2 separate regions of the Sus scrofa genome follow, and region 2 is linked to region 1. Evidence: chromatin contacts called from public Hi-C data. All regions are on one chromosome and are shown on one strand. The core of a region is the stretch at or near the end of the contact, and the rest is flanking DNA. Distances in the headings are between cores, read along the strand shown. Region 1 has its middle 65 kb from the start of AAK1. Region 2 overlaps AAK1 (AP2-associated protein kinase 1).

Evidence for each region. Hi-C and Micro-C count contacts between places; a contact is called where the count stands out from the background.
Region 2: a Hi-C map of retroperitoneal adipose tissue shows a contact between it and region 1, with 1.9 times the contacts expected there. The contact joins two enhancer-like sites. A contact is called at or near these places in 1 of 5 promoter capture datasets (liver), 18 of 47 Hi-C or Micro-C datasets (alveolar macrophages, embryonic fibroblasts, fetal liver and 9 more) and 1 of 2 datasets of contacts at active chromatin or transcription factors (alveolar macrophages).

What each region holds. Positions count from the first base shown.
Region 1 is chr3:72,727,042-72,731,880 of Sscrofa11.1, reverse strand. No RefSeq gene overlaps it. Among named protein-coding and RNA genes, the nearest start is that of AAK1, 65 kb to the left of the region's middle. Within about 2 kb of position 2,865, at least 6 of the 83 cell types and tissues checked have an H3K27ac peak or open chromatin away from gene starts, as enhancers often do. A contact at or near this core is called in retroperitoneal adipose tissue and subcutaneous adipose tissue, where this site is marked.
Region 2 is chr3:72,876,028-72,880,866 of Sscrofa11.1, reverse strand. All of the region lies in intron 3 of AAK1 (AP2-associated protein kinase 1), which reads right to left. Among named protein-coding and RNA genes, the nearest start is that of TRNAE-UUC, 73 kb to the right of the region's middle. Within about 2 kb of position 2,881, at least 11 of the 83 cell types and tissues checked have an H3K27ac peak or open chromatin away from gene starts, as enhancers often do. A contact at or near this core is called in retroperitoneal adipose tissue and subcutaneous adipose tissue, where this site is marked.

The DNA of each region.
Region 1 (4,839 bases), core at 1,616-4,115:
ACCAGGTTATTTGCCTGAGTTTAAACAGCTGAATAGGAAAAGCGCTTTAATAGCTCCCATTAGGACTTGGGCCAAGGACTTTTCCTTTGGGTTTGTTGTGAATAATTAAAGGTTAATGAAGGCATTTTTCTTTTAGCCCGGGGCGGGGAGGGGCAACCACACCAGCCATCATCCTAATTGAATCCAACTGGGAAACTCCAGACACCTTCAGTAACAAATTTGCAGTGGTTCTGGGCCTTTTAATCTGTATCCACCAAAGGCAATGAGGCTGTATTTTTATTTCCGTCCTAACACTGAAGAAATTAAAATTCAGAAAAGCCGCAGGATCTACCCACTCCCTCATAAAAAGGACCAAAGGACAGATGTTCAGGACCATGTGGCATTTTGTTTTTAGAAGAGGCAGACAAGAGCTTCTCGGACTGTTGGGGCCTGGGTTCTTCACAGGTTGTCAGGATAACACCCAGATCCTATCCACCAGGTTTGTGGACCAGGTTTGTGGACTGCCGTCACCATTTGTAGCAGTGGCTCAGCAAAGGAGAAGGCAGGCCTCTTTGGGACCATCAAGATCTTTTGAGAGAGCTGATGAACAGAGTGGCTTGGCTTCTGCCCCAAATACATATCAAGATATTTCTCACTCCAACTGTATTGTGTAAAACATCACACAGCTAGAGAGTGTTAAGAGCTGGGTGTGAATCCAAATTCTAATCCCAAAGCTTTGCTCACAACCATCATTTTCTGCTGCCTCCTATTGCTTTCTAAAATTTCCAGTGTAGGTATTATTATGAAGGAAAGAAGGAAGGAAGGGAGGGAGGGACATGCCCTCTATTTCCATCTCCACATATTTCCATAAAGAACTTTGCAGTCTGCCTTTTAGAGCTGAGCACTTGTCTCCCACTGTCATTCATTCTCCCCAAGGAAGGAGTTATTTGTCTGAAAGGTGAAATTGAGAGAAAGGTCACTCTGATATGCAAAGGTAAATGCTTAGTAATTGGCTTTGGGATAAAGGTGGGGGTGGGGGTGGAGGAGCCCTGACTCACAGCATGTGCCATTTTCTGTAGTATAAACACTCCCACCCTGGCTGATTTCAAGCTACTGCAGTAGGGTCAACCAGTCAGCAAAATTCCTGAAAAGTGACCATTCAGCTCCCATGAGCTGTTAGATGGGGCTCCAGCACATCAACACCCCCATAACATGATTATGTGGGCCTCAGCTACCTGATGTTAACAGGCCCCAGATCTCCTCCTCTGTCCTTCCATTGCTTATACTTTTTGGTGGGAGGGTGGGGTGAGAGGGTGGTGGTGGCGGGGGGGGGGGGGGGGGGGGGGGGAGGAGAGACAGTACCTGTGGCATGTGGAAGTCCCAGGGGCAAAGATAAAACCCGGACCATAGCAGCGACCCAAGCCACAGCAGCATTGGGAATTAAGATAACTCTGGCTGGGATCGTCAGTGTCGGAAAGTGAGATGCGTGGACGGGGAGATCTTGACAAGACTCTACTTCTGCTGAAGGGCGTGGGTACTCCAAAAAGCTTGTGCTGAACAAAGGACCCTCCCCTATTTATCCCTAACACAGGTGATGTACCTGTCCCCCTCCCATTGGTCAGGTCAGGGCGCACATTCTTCCCGGTTGGCTAATTGAAACAAATTGTTGCTAGGAAAAGAGGTAAAGAGGAAGGGGTTTCAGCCAAAACCAGGGCAAAATGGAGTAAGCAAGATTTCCTTTGATAGAAAAGACATTATGTTACTTTCCACAATAGTAAGGCCCGGTCCTTAACCACTGATCCACTAGGGAACTCTATTTCCACTTCTTGTTGGCATCACCTGTCTCCCTCAGGCACCTAAGTCTTGAAGGAGTTTGGGGCTTGGAGAAGTTTAGCTTTTCTCTCTCTCTTAATCCTCTTTCTCTCTCTCTTTCTCAATAACACACACACACACACAAATGAGAAAAGAAAATATGTTTTGGCAGCTTCAGCTTTCTACCCAACAACACAGATTCACCTGATGAAGGGATACGAAGGCCAGGCCACCTGCCTTGAATGGAAGAATTCCAGTACAGCAAGAGCAAAACCCAATTCATAGAAACTTCACTCTCCGCTGCTCTGTCCTCCCCAAGAGAAGGGACAGGGACAGTCCGCAGTCTGCATCTCTGTCCCAAATGTGTTCCCAGTGCTGGGTAACATCTCTCCAAGCTTTGTGAGATTCTAGCCTGGATTCTGAGAACATTTCTGACCTCCCTCTTTTGGAGGCATTTCTCCTGCCAGGTCAATAGCACCGCAAGCCCTGGCTGTCTCCCATCTGTGGAGGCTGGGCCCTGGGCTGGGGGTCGGGGAAGATCCATGAGAGCATCATGATTGGCAGCCTCATCCAGATCCCATGGAATGGGGGACTGACTTTCTCCAAAGGATGACATGAGGACCAAAAGCATCCATCCACCACAGGACTTCAACTATAAATGAGCTGACAAAATACCAACATCTACTCCCGACAATCAAAGCAAGGGAAACACCGAGAAGATGGAGCAGTGAAGGAAAGTAACTAAGACCTCAAAGCACTAGACCCTTCTTCAGGGCCAGCATCAGGGTATAAATCCAGTTCAACCTGCTTGCTGTGCACAGGGTGTCCACCACTGGGCCCCTGCCACCCCTGTGGATACAGGTTTTACCATACATACATCAGCACTTAATTTCTTGGGACCGGGGCAGGGTTGGAAGGCTGGCTGGGCTCCCACTGAACTTCCTGTGTGGTCCCCTCAGTTCCTAAGCCTGGGAGGAGAGTGCTTATGTTGGGACAGGTCCGGGACTGGGACCTAATTTGTGGTGAGATGCCCTGGAAGGCAACCATGGTTCAGCCTGAGCCCAGCCAATAGCCAGGCACCCACATCCAGGGGTGCTCGAGTCAGCTGGTAGGATGCTGGGCCTGCTCCAGTCTGGGTTCAGAACCACAGCAGTTTCTCCTTGGATTTCTCAGTGCTTGTTCACAGTGCCCCCTGTTGACCATTCTGGTCAACCTTGTGTCTGGATCCCTGGTCAGTTATGTTCATGCAACCTAATCCAGGGCCCTTTAAGGTGACACAGTGAAGTCAAATAATGCAAGTGAAGATGCTTTGGAGATCTGAAAAAGGAAGACTATAAATGCAATGGAGCATTATTATAGAACCAGGATTGAGGAGGACAGAACTAAATGCGTCCCTTATCCTCAAGGCTTGCCTTATCATGCATACCTTTGCAATAGCATATTATTTGTAGAAATTAATTGTAATGGACTGAATTATTCTGCCCCCCAAATTCATATGTTGAAGTGCTAACCTCCAGTACTTCAGAATGTGACTGTCTCTGGAGACTGTATTTGGAGATAGGACCTTAAAAGCGGTAGTGAAGCTAAAATGAGGTCATTAGGATTGGCTTTAATTCAATATGGCTAGTATCCTTAGAAGAAGAATTTAGGACATAGACATGAACAGAGAGAAAAGCAAGTGAAGACGTAGAAGACAGCCATCTACAAGCCAAAGAGAAAGGCCTCAGGCGAAACCAATCTTGCCAATGTCTTGATCTTAGACTTCTAACCTCCAGAGCTGTAAGAAAAATTTCTGTGGCTCAAGTCACCCCATCTGTGGTTGTTGGGTGGTACCCTGAAGTCCTGCAAACCCTGTAACTGCCCAGCCTCAAGATTGAAGAAGGAGCAGGAGTCAGTGACCTAGACATCAGTGGTTTAATGGATGAGGGAGCTTACATGTCTGAAGCAAGGTCCTGGAACAACACCCCACCATGTGTGGCAGATGGTGGGCAGGACGTAGCAGCAGTCTTCGCCTGTAAGGAAAAAGGAAAATTATGAATTACAGGTGGAATTGACATCAGGTTGGCCCATCTGTTACCAGGGAAACCAGCAGAGGGACACATCCCTCATCACCCCCATGATAAACTATCCTAGAGGAGATAGTTCTGATCTAAAGATTAGAGCAATCACTAGCTGGGGCCAGGGCCAAGTACACAGGCTTTTACTGATTAGGATCTATGATTAAGAGAGAAGATCAATGCTGTGAGTAGGGTGTAGGTGAAGCAGGGACTGGACAGCAGGGGATGTACAGAGAGCATGAGCATAGCCATCTTGGGTGACCTGACCGTACGGGGTACTTAAGGTTGTTAAGGCAACTCTATCAAATGGAATGTCAGTCTATGACATATTTGAGCCCTGCTATTACAACTAAGTTTTACTGTACCTAAAACAAGGGAAGGCCCTGCCTCAAGGAGTTCATGATCTAGAAGGAGGAGGTAGGAAAATACAGATCATTAATTATTATGGGTGTTATTAATAATGGTACCTCCTTTATGCCAGATACCTTGCCTATGTTGTTTTTAATCCTCACAACAATCCGAAAATATTGCACCGATGAAAAAGTAAAGACATAGAGAGGCTTAAAACTTTCTCAAGGTCATTGGATTATTATCAAGCCAAGAATTGAATCTATGTTCATCTGACTCAAAAGTCTGTTTTGTTCCCCACTAATCCGAGTTCCTCTGCACAGAGAGCAGTGGGAACATGAACGGAACAAGACGGACGGCTGAGAAGATGATGGCAGTAGACATTGATGGTCTACTTTCTTTTCCTGATAGTAGCACCTTCTCTTTTATTGGAGAATGGCTCCCCAACAAAGGAAGTACCCAGTCTTATCCTCCAGGTCCAGAGGGATGGTCCAAGGCCTGGTCAATCATAACCTTATTCCACAAGTCAATGACTGGGCACATATCTACAGCCACGCTATTCTTAGTCTTTCCCAAAATTTGTATAAGCTGAAACCAGGAGACATCCCCTGGTATGTCTAAACAGTATGAAACCTGGAGCTCC
Region 2 (4,839 bases), core at 1,632-4,131, 150 kb before region 1:
TATGGTATACCCATACGATGGAATATTATATAGCCACAAAAAGGAATAAAGTAGAGATACCTGCTGCAACACAGATAAACCTTGAAAACACGCTAAGTGAAAGATGTCAGACAAAAGACGTCACATTGTGTGAGCTCATTTATAAGAAATGTCGAGAATGGGCATTAGAAAGTAGACTAATGGTTGCTAGGGACTGGGGCAAGGAGGAATGTGGAGTGATTGCTAGTGGGTGTGGAGTTTCCTTTTGGGGTAATGAAAATAATATTCTGGAATTTGACAAATGGTGATATGGTAAATGACCTTGTAAAGTAAAAATCACTGAATTATATTTAAATCATACTTATATTTAAAAGGATGAATTTTATCTCAATTTACAAAGAAAAGTAGTATGACAAGCTGGGGAAAAAATAAAATAAACAAGCATACCAGAGGGAAAAAGAAAACAAGATCCTTAGAGTAGCACTGATCTAGAGTATCCAGGCAGCCCATGTGTGAATTCCTGCTACTGACTTTTTTTTTTTTTTTTTTCTCTTTCCTCTCTTTTGGCTGTGGCATGTGGAGTTCCCCAGCTAGGAACCGGATACAAGCCAGAGTTTCAACCTAAGCTGAAGCTGTGGCAACTCGGGATCCTTAACCCACTGTGCAGGGCCAGGGATTGAACCTGCATCCCAGTGCTCCCAAGACACTGCTGATCCCATTGCATCACAGCAGGAACTCCCCTGCTATTGCCTTTTGACAGGAAGTTTTCTCAGATTACTGTCATTTCGTTGGGTCTTCGGCTCATCTACAGACAGCCTTCATTGTTGCTCTTCCCTACATCCAGCTAAAAGCTTCCACCTTCTGATGCTAGATTGTCTTCTTCAGAAAAAAAGAATAAGACTAGTCTATTTTTTCACTTTTCAAACAACTGAAATATTGCTGTTTAGATGCTAAGTTTTTTCTTCTCTAGGTTAAACATACCCACATTCTTTGACTTGGTGTTTAGTCACACCTACATTTTGGCTACTCCCACATTTAAATGCTTTGCTTTGTCTAACTCCTTTTTATAAGAATGGGCCCAGGAAATGAATGAAATACCCCAGGCCTGGTCTGACACATGCAGAGTAGACCAGCACCATCCCTTTCTACTAATTTTACTAATGTAGCTAAAAAATTACACTCTTTTTTCTTTTGGCTGCCACCTCATACTATACATTCATATCAAGTTAACTGGCCACTAAAATACTTGAGTCTTGTTCTATTCCTGCTGCTTTTAATCTCTACCTTCCCAGAACTGTGCTCGTAAAGTTGATTACAATAAAATAAAAATCCAAGTACATGACCTTAACTTGCTATTTCATCTCATTAGAATCAGTCCATTGCTCCAATCTGTAAGAATCATTTGGGATCCTGACTCTATCACCTTGTGCAGTTGTTCCAACTTTATCTGAGGCACATAATTGATAAATGTGTCTTCTACCCCTTTAACCAAATCATTTGCCAAATGTAAAAGAACACAGTTAACGGCAGGCTGCAGTGCTTTTAGTCTTAGAAAGTTCTCTAAAAATTAACAGCAAATCATGGATCAGAAGCCATTATATATAGCAGCAATGACACCGAACATCCAGCCTGGATTTCCCATCCTGCTCACAGACCTCTGGTGCCCTCACCCAAAGACGCAGTCCACAGACACTTGGATCTACGGTGCTGCCCTGAGCTCTCTAGTTGGAAACCTTCCCAAAGGAGGACATAACGTTGACAGGACCTGCTTGTTCCTGCTCAATCTGAAGGCTCTATGGATCCCTGCTTACTCATCTAAGCAAGAAAACAGCTTAAAATTGAATTTTAAAAAGTAAGTAACATATTAACACTCAAAAAGCAAAACATAGTAGACAAGTATTTTCAACTCCAGTTCTCATTCCTTCTCTCCCTTCTTCCCTTCTTCCTTCCCTCTTTCTCTCTCATCTTTCCAGGGTTTCTTCAGGCAAATTCAAACAATATGTAATATATACAACAATATGTAATATATATATTACAACAATCAATAATATGTAATATATATATTACACTCTCACAAACTCAGAGAGGTAGGGCTTGGGTTTTGGCCTCTATCTGACCAAAGTCTGAGTCAAGTGGGGGTTAAAAACATCACATAGGACTTTTGATTAAAAATAGCAACAAACTGTTTAAAATATTACGTTGAATACATGCGTTTATCTCTGCTTCCTTCTTAAGCCTTACTAAATGATGTAAAGTGTTTGTTTCCTAAAAAGCATAAACAGAAGACTTCTGCTTTTAGTGAGGTGGAGTAGATGTATTTCCCCTATTCTTCCTGCTAAATACTTTGTACATTATACATAAAACAAACATAAGAACAAGAGTCTGAAATGTGAATAAAAGAAAGCAGACTGATTAGGAACTTTGGGACCCAAGGAACAACATGGTGGTGAGTTGCCTGGGTTTTCTTTTTGCCTAACATATTTTCCAGACTAAAAACTGAAGAAGTCAGCAAACTGAAAACTCCAATGGACGCAGACAAAAAAAGCCCAGTGAAAGCCGGCTCTCCCCAGCCAGACCCGGAAAAGGGATAACCTAGTAAGAGAGAAACTCATAGAGGCTTACTGCTCTACTCCAGCCAAAAACCACTGAAAAAAAGCTGCAGCCCTGCTACAGCCATGCCAGCAAAGGCCACGTGGAGAGCCTGGACTTCCATCCTCGTGAGTCTGCAACAAATCAGTGTTGGAGAGGGCTGAGTTGGGAGTCAGGCCTTTTGTCTCTGCAGGTGTGGGTAATAAGGAGGTAGTCTTCCTTCTTCCCACTAGATGCTGTGAGAGGCCAAAAGGAGAGTCAAGACTTTCACAGTCACCAAGTGGTAATAAGGCCAACACCCACCACCACAGGGTCAGTCACAGCCATAGGAGGGCAGTAACAAGGCACTCCTACCTTCCAGCCAAGTAAGGATCAGGGGAAGCCTAATGGGAACTGGAACTTTCACCCCAATCTAGTAGTAATGAGAAACATTCTCTGGGGTGAAAACAGAGGCCCCACAGGAACCCTGAACTTCTATCCTCATCTCAGTACTACCAAGAAGGCACAACCCAGACCCCATTAATCCCTGGCCAGAGCAGAAACTAGTTAAAACAGATCCAGAATCTCATAACACAAGATGAAAATGTCAATAATCGTTTGTCATACCAAGAACTAGGAAGATCTCAAACTATATGGACAAAAGAAGACAACAGATGCCAATATAAAGATGATAGAGATGATAGAATTACCCAGCTATGATTTTATAGCAGACATGACAAAAATGCTTAAGTCAGCAATTACAGAAATCCTTAAATGAGCAGATAGCCTCAGCAAAGAAACAGGAAGTGTCATCAAAAACCCAGAAAAATCTAAAGAAGAACCAAATGGAAATTTTAGAACTGAAAAATACAATAACCAAAGCAAAAAGCACAATGTTTGGGCTCATCAGCAGAATGAAAAGGGACAGAGGAGGGAATCAGTGAACTGAGAGCTAAAACAACAGAATAACCCAATCTGAACCAAAGACAGCAAATAGACTGAAAGAAAAAAATAATAAAATAAATGTGCTAAAGTCTATTCTGATATAAATAAATGATTAAATAAATAAATGAGAGAGTAGTACAATAAGGTTAGAAAAGGAAAAAAAAGGGAAACACATCAGAAAGGAAACAATAAAATACCTCTACTTGCAGAAAATACTCAGGAATTTAGAAAAAAATTCCAGAACTAGTACAAAGGTTCAGCAAGGTTAAAGGATACAAAATCAACACAGAAAGACCAATTGATTTTCTATATCCTTGCAATAAAAATATGGACATCAAAAAATTTATTTATTTATTTATTTATTTTTTGCTTTTTAGGGCCACACCTGGGGCATATGGAAGTTTCTAGGCTAGAAGTCGAATCAGTGCTACAGCTGCCGGCCTATACCACAGCCATAGCAATGCAGAATATGAGCTGCATCTGCGACCCACACCACAGCTCATGGCCACGCTGGATCTCTGAGCAAGGCCAAGGGTCAAACCTGTGTCCTCATGGATACTAGTCAGATTTGTTTCCACTTCACCGCAACAGGAACTCCTGGACATCAAAATTAATCATCCAATACCACTTATAAACACTCAAAACAAAACCAAAAACTTAGGTATAAATCTAAGAACATATACAAGGCCCATATGTTGAAAACAACAAAATGCTGATGAAAGAAATCAAAGAGGTATAAATAAACGGAGATGCCATGTTCATTCATTAGAAGACTAAACACAAAAAAGATGTCTCTTCTCCTCAAACTGATATACAACTTTAAAGAAACTCCTACCAAAATTCTAGCAAGACATTCTACAGATATAGATAAGATTATTCTAATATTTATATGAAAAGACAAAAGAACTATAATAGTTAAAACCAATTTTGGGAAAAAAAGAAGTAGGGGGAATCAGTCTGATTTCCAGCTACAGTGATCAAGGCTGTGTGGTGTTGGCAGAGGGACAGACACATAGGTTAAAGGAAGAGAATGGAGAACAGAGAAAGGTCTGGAAGTGAACCCTCACAATTATGCCCAGTTGATTTTTGATAAAAATATTCAATGGAGGAATGACAGCTTTTTAACAAAAGTACATTCAGAAGCAACAAAATGAACTTCAACATGCCTCACACTAGATAAAGTTAATTCGAAATGGATCATAGAATTAAATGCAAAATATAAAACATACAGAAAAAAAATAGGAGAAAACTTTCAGAATTGAGAGCTAGGCAAAGAGGTCTTAGAAATGACACCAAAACTACAATCCACAAAAGGAAAAACTGGTAAACCGGACTTTATCAAAATTC